Linked DNA regions of Bos taurus: region 1 is linked to region 2. A link is a contact called in public Hi-C data. All regions are on one chromosome and are shown on one strand. The core of a region is the stretch at or near the end of the contact, and the rest is flanking DNA. Distances in the headings are between cores, read along the strand shown.

What was found. Hi-C and Micro-C count contacts between places; a contact is called where the count stands out from the background.
Region 1: a Hi-C map of liver shows a contact between it and region 2, with 2.2 times the contacts expected there. The contact joins the promoter of FGFR2 here to the enhancer-like site in region 2. A contact is called at or near these places in 2 of 11 Hi-C or Micro-C datasets (liver and skeletal muscle).

What each region holds. Positions count from the first base shown.
Region 1 is chr26:41,556,315-41,559,014 of ARS-UCD2.0, reverse strand. It overlaps FGFR2 (fibroblast growth factor receptor 2), which reads left to right and starts at 1,279. Exons shown (of 18, transcript NM_001205310.2): 1 at 1,279-1,372.
Region 2 is chr26:40,935,171-40,937,870 of ARS-UCD2.0, reverse strand. No RefSeq gene overlaps it. Among named protein-coding and RNA genes, the nearest start is that of WDR11, 97 kb to the right of the region's middle. Within about 2 kb of position 1,395, at least 5 of the 102 cell types and tissues checked have an H3K27ac peak or open chromatin away from gene starts, as enhancers often do. A contact at or near this core is called in liver, where this site is marked.

The DNA of each region.
Region 1 (2,700 bases), core at 30-2,529, 620 kb before region 2:
ATATGTTAAAGAATAAATTATCCTGTAGACACAGCCTAGTGGAAAAGGTAAATGGAAGATATGAACTTTAACCAGTTACAGCTTGGCATTTAGTTGAAGAATCTTAAGATTCAGAGAGGAAATGCTTTGCTCAAGGTCATACAGCTATTTATAGCAGAGTTGAGTCCTTAGAATCTTCCGAATTTATTAATCCAAAATTTTTCCCCCTCAGTTTTGAACTGTTCCCTAAGAGAGCCAGATTCAAAGTCAGGCTCAGCTGCTGCCATTACTCAGCTGGTTAACCCTGGACAAATAACATCTCTCACCCTGTTTCCTTAGCAGAAACTGGGAATATTACTCTGCAGGGTGGCTGTGCGGTTGAAAAAGAAGACTCTATTCCGTGTGCCCTGCCTATAGCAGAACCTCCGTAAATACTCGCTTCTTTGCTCATCGTTATCGTTTTGATGGACAGGCAGGCATGCCCCAGGTTACCTTCTCTCGTCTCAAAGTTTCAGTTGCGTTCTATTTCTCCCCCACGCGCCCCAATACCACGCAGATGCATTTTAAAGTCTCGTGGCCGGGGTGGGGGTGGGTAGAGAGCAGGCTTTCTGTCATTTATTTTGACTTGAATCGAGACAACGTAACGTAACCACCCGGCAAACCGTGGATCAGGCGAACTGACCAGGGAAGGAAGGGGGCGCGGGCCCCGGCCGCATCCACGGAGGATGCTGCCTGCTGCCCCTCTGCGTCCCGGTGCTGCCCGGGCCCCCTCGCCCTCCCCGCCGGGGTCTCGGGCCGCTTGCAGGCGTCGGGAGCCGTGCCGAGTCGGGGCGGCGGGGCGCGCGGCGCTGATTGGCAGAGCGGGCGCCGCCGTCCAGGAAACGGCTCGGGTTTCAGCGGGGGCGTGACCCGCCGGGAGGGGGCGGCGGCGGCGGCGGCGGCAGCGGAGAACGCCGCGGAGAGCCGAGCGGGCGGGCGGGCGAGCAAAGGAGCGAGCGCGGCCGCCACAAAGCTCGGGCGCCGCGGGGTCTGCGCGCGGCGTAGCTGGCCCGGCGCAGCGACTCCTTTCCAGGCTGGCGGGGCCCGGGCGCCCCGAGGCCGCGGCTTTCCTCCGCGCTCCAAGCGTTCGCAAGTTGCGAGCGAAGTTTGGTGGAGGAAACGCCAAGCCCGACTCCTTTCTTCCTCCCGCTCCCCAAATCCGAGCGCAGCCCGCGGGCGTCATGCCCGCGCGCCTCCGCAGCCTGGGGTGCGCGTGAAGCCTCGAACTTTGGCGCCGGCGAGTACCACATTTTTTTTTTTTTTTTTTTTTTGCGGGGAGTTGGTCGTTTGCTCCATCCCGACCCACGCTGGGCGCGGGGACAGACCCGATCGCCGGGGATCGTTGCCATTCAAGGTAATCGCCGAGTCGGGCGCCTCGGGGGAGCTTCGCGGGGCGGGACAGTGGGCGCGGTGGAAGCCCGAGACGCCCGGTGCACGGACTCCCGAACGGAGGGCTGGCACTGTGGAGGCGGCTCCCTGTGCCTCCTCTTTGGCTGCATAGGCGATGGGGGAGCTGGGTGCCTGCTGACGGCTGGCGTTTGGGAAGTTCTGCCGCTACCACCCCCATCCAGATGCTGACATCTGCCTCTGGCGTTGACACCCCCCCCGCCCCCGCCCGCCTCCCTGTCAAACTCTGGCTGGCGCACTCCCGCTGGCCGGGCGCGATCCTCCGACCCCGGAGCTGGCGGGCGAGCGGCGGGGCAGCCTCGCTGGTGGCACAGCCCGGTAGGTCCCGGACTCGGAGGGGGCATCTTCGAAGGTGCTTCGTTCCGAGGCCCGGGGAGCCCCCATTCCGTCTCATCCAGGCCCGGGCCGGGGACCCTTCCCCGGGAGGGGTCCGCTGAGGTGGGGCTGGCAACACCTCTGTAGGGTAGGCGAGGGCTCGGGGCTGGGGGTGGCGCTCTGGGAAGGGGGCTGCTCCGGTTTCCCGATTGCAGTGCCCTTCGGCCTCCCTGGCCCGCAGCCGCCGTCTCGGCTGGAGGGAGCGCGGCTCGCCTGGGGCTAGGGGGCGAACTGGACCGACTTTTTCTAGTTCGCTGCCTGCTCTACCGGCAGCAGCTCGGAGATGTCGAAAGCACAGGCGAGTTCTAACTTGCGCGCTCATTCTTTCAGCGCCGGGGCCGCGCCGGGGAGTCAGCCGAGGGCCGGGCCAGGCGCTGGCTCCGACCCTCGCGGCCACGGGGCCAGGCGCAGGGGTCCGGCCCGGGGCCGTGGAGCCTCAGTCCCCCTCGCCTCCCGCTCCTTTGCAAACTCTTCTCCGGACCTTCCTTTCTCTCGCCCAATTCAATAAAACCACCCTTAAAGGCAAACCTTCTTTCACCCATTATGTGTTTGGTGTGAAACGCTATCAACATTTAAAACCCCATTGTCCCCTGGGTCCCAAATCCCTGTAAATCTTCCACCGGCCTCGACTCATTTTCATCTGAAAAGCCTGTTTAGTTTGAATAGAAAAGCAATCGGGCGCCCCTCTCTCTCGCCCTGGAATGTCAATTAAAATGCAGATTTCTCTGAGCTCTTTAGCGCCCCGAGAAGGGGGAGAAAATCACTATATTCCTAGCACACAAATGAAAGAACTGCTACAACTGAAACCGGGTTGGTGGTGTTGAGTTCTCCCGGAGCTGCTGCAAGTTCTCGTTGGCTTGCTGGGGGTTAACGGGGAATAGACGTGGTCCTGGGTCAGCC
Region 2 (2,700 bases), core at 146-2,645:
GCGAAGCCTGGATGCGAGCATCAGGAGGGACCAATGAGAACAGGTGAATGAACAAGCCAGACGCTCCCGCTCTGAATTCTTCACCAGTCAGGATGCCCCAAGCGTGAGGCCCAGAAGCAGAGACAGTGCAGGGGACGGAGCTAATTAAGCTGTAAGCCAGCCCCCAGAGTCCCCACTCATTTGTAATTATGCTCTCTGATCTCAGAAGCAGCCTGGGGCGCTCTGGGAGGGCAAGGTGGAGAAGGGGAAGCGGATGATTGAGAAGTTGATCGGGCCTTTTACAACGGATTTTCATGAAACTGACATGTACACCCTTCTCAGAGACTCCAGCTCCCTGAAAAGAACCAAAAACCGTGCCTAATTCTGCCAGGTGATCTGAGGAGCTCCAATTGGCCGGCCCCAGGGGGGTGCTGACTTATTTTATGTAGGTCAGGGGACCCCTGTGTGGTGTAATTTTGGAAGCCCCCCGCCTTGCTCCTGCCCACAGAAATACCCTGGTTCAGCTCACTGAGGCTGGCAGTCAAGTCGTGCAAGCATTCTAGTGCTTTGGCATCGCAAAAACCCAAACGCTGTGCTTGCTCTTGCAGACGCTGACTTCAGTGGACAGGAGGCACACCTAGTCTCTGTGACAGGACCTGACTGCTGTGTACCCCAACCCGTATTTTTTGTAAACTGTCAGCAAATCAAAACATGATCTAATTTTTAGACCCAATTTTTCGAATAAGTAAACTGAGGACCAGAAAGAGCTAACGACTTAATTAAAGACCAAGGAGACAGGATGTAGCAGAGCAGGACCTGTACCCTCTGGCCTCCAGTCAAGTGGACTCTGCAGTTCATAAGACGTGGGGTACAAAGAACAAGCTAGAAAGCTAACGATTGACCAAGCATCATTGTGGAGGCTGGTATTGGGTGGGGAAGGGAGCCTGCAGAAAGGGTTGGAGTCCGAACTTGGTCCCTGTTATCACCTTTGGTTACTTTTTGATTTGTTGACTGTTAGCAAAATCCAGGTTGAGAACACAGCCATGCTCCAAAGGATAAATTGCAAGCAGAAGCTCTCGAGCCGATGCGCTTCCATCTGTTAAGCTCATCCCGTGTCCTAACGGGTCCTGCTGACAGCTGACTCGGGTCTGGGCCCCTGAGCACAGGCTCCCCCAGACCCTGCTGCTCCCCAGACAGCCCCACAGAACCAAATAGCAGCCGCTCGTCTTCGTGTGCCTTTGAAGAAAGCCAGATAATACTGGGCTCAGCCTAGTTTAGGCAGTGGCTATTTCTTTTAAAAACAAAGAAGGAGACAGACAAAATTCCTGCCTGAATCCGTTTGCCCTGGCCCTGTGGCCAAGCCCCAGGAATTCTGCCCTGGCGGGGAAGATTCCAGCCTCAGCACTTTTCTGAGCAGACTTGCGGACTTGGGCCAGAGTCTCCGCCCCTGACTCTGGTTCCCAGAGTGGCAGCAAGGCATGTCAGAGGGAGCTGGCCTTCCAGAGCCTTCCAGATCTATGGCATGAAGCTAGGGGATCTTGAGACTTTTTCTATTTTTGTTACAAATTGTAAACAAAGCTTGTTTCATGGAGTTTTAATAAAGACTCCAGAGTTAAGGAACTTAGCCTAGTACCAGGCAGAGAGTAAGCACCCCCAAAATGGTCATTATGAAAATAATACATTTCTAGTGATAAAGGTAGCTGTCTCATTATAAACAAATTTAGAAAATACTGAGATGTACGAGGAACAAAATGAAATTTATTTACAATCCAAACTCACATACATGGGACCTTATGGATATATATCCTTCCAGAGTTTTTTCATAAACTCAATATATCTGTATCATAAACTGGATTATAATATAATAAACTATATTATAAAGCTGGGTTTAGAAAAGGCAGAGGAACCAGAGGTCAAATTGCCAACATTCACGGGATCTTAGAGAAAGCAAGGGAATTCCAGAAAAACATTGACTTCTGCTTCATTGACTACAAGAAAGCCTTTGACTGTGTGGATCATAATAAACTGTGGAAAATTCTTAAAGAGATGGAAATACCAGACCACCTTACCTGTCTCCTGAGAAACCTGTATGCAGGTCAAGAAGCAACAGTTAGGACCTTACATGGAAAAACTGACTTGTTCAAAACTGGGAAAGGAGTGTGACAGAATTGTATAACTCTGGTGCTGGAGAAGACTCTTGAGAGTCCCTTGGACTGCAAGGAAATCAAACCAGTCAATCCTAGAGGAAGTCAACCCTGAATATTTATTAGAAAGACTGATGCTGAAGCTGAAACTCCAATACTTTGGCCACCTGATGCAAAGGGCCAACTCATTGGAAAAGACCCTGATGCTGGGAAAGATTGAGGGCAGGAGGAGAAGGGAGTGACAGGGGATGAGATGGTTGGATGGCATCACTGACACAATGGACATGACTTTGAGCAAACTCCAGGAGATAGTGAAGGACAGGGAAGCCTGGTGGGCTACAGTCCATGGGGTGGCAAAGAGTTGGACAAAACTCAGTGACTGACCAACAACAAATAAACTGGATATGTCTGTCTCACACAGCATAAATGGAATGTATTTATTCACACAAAAATTTTGTTCATAAACATGGTTATATGTATTATTTGACTATATTTTCACTTTACAGCATTTCATGAGCTTCTTTTCATATTAATATTAACAAATATTCATTTAGTTATTATTCAGAACCACACAGTG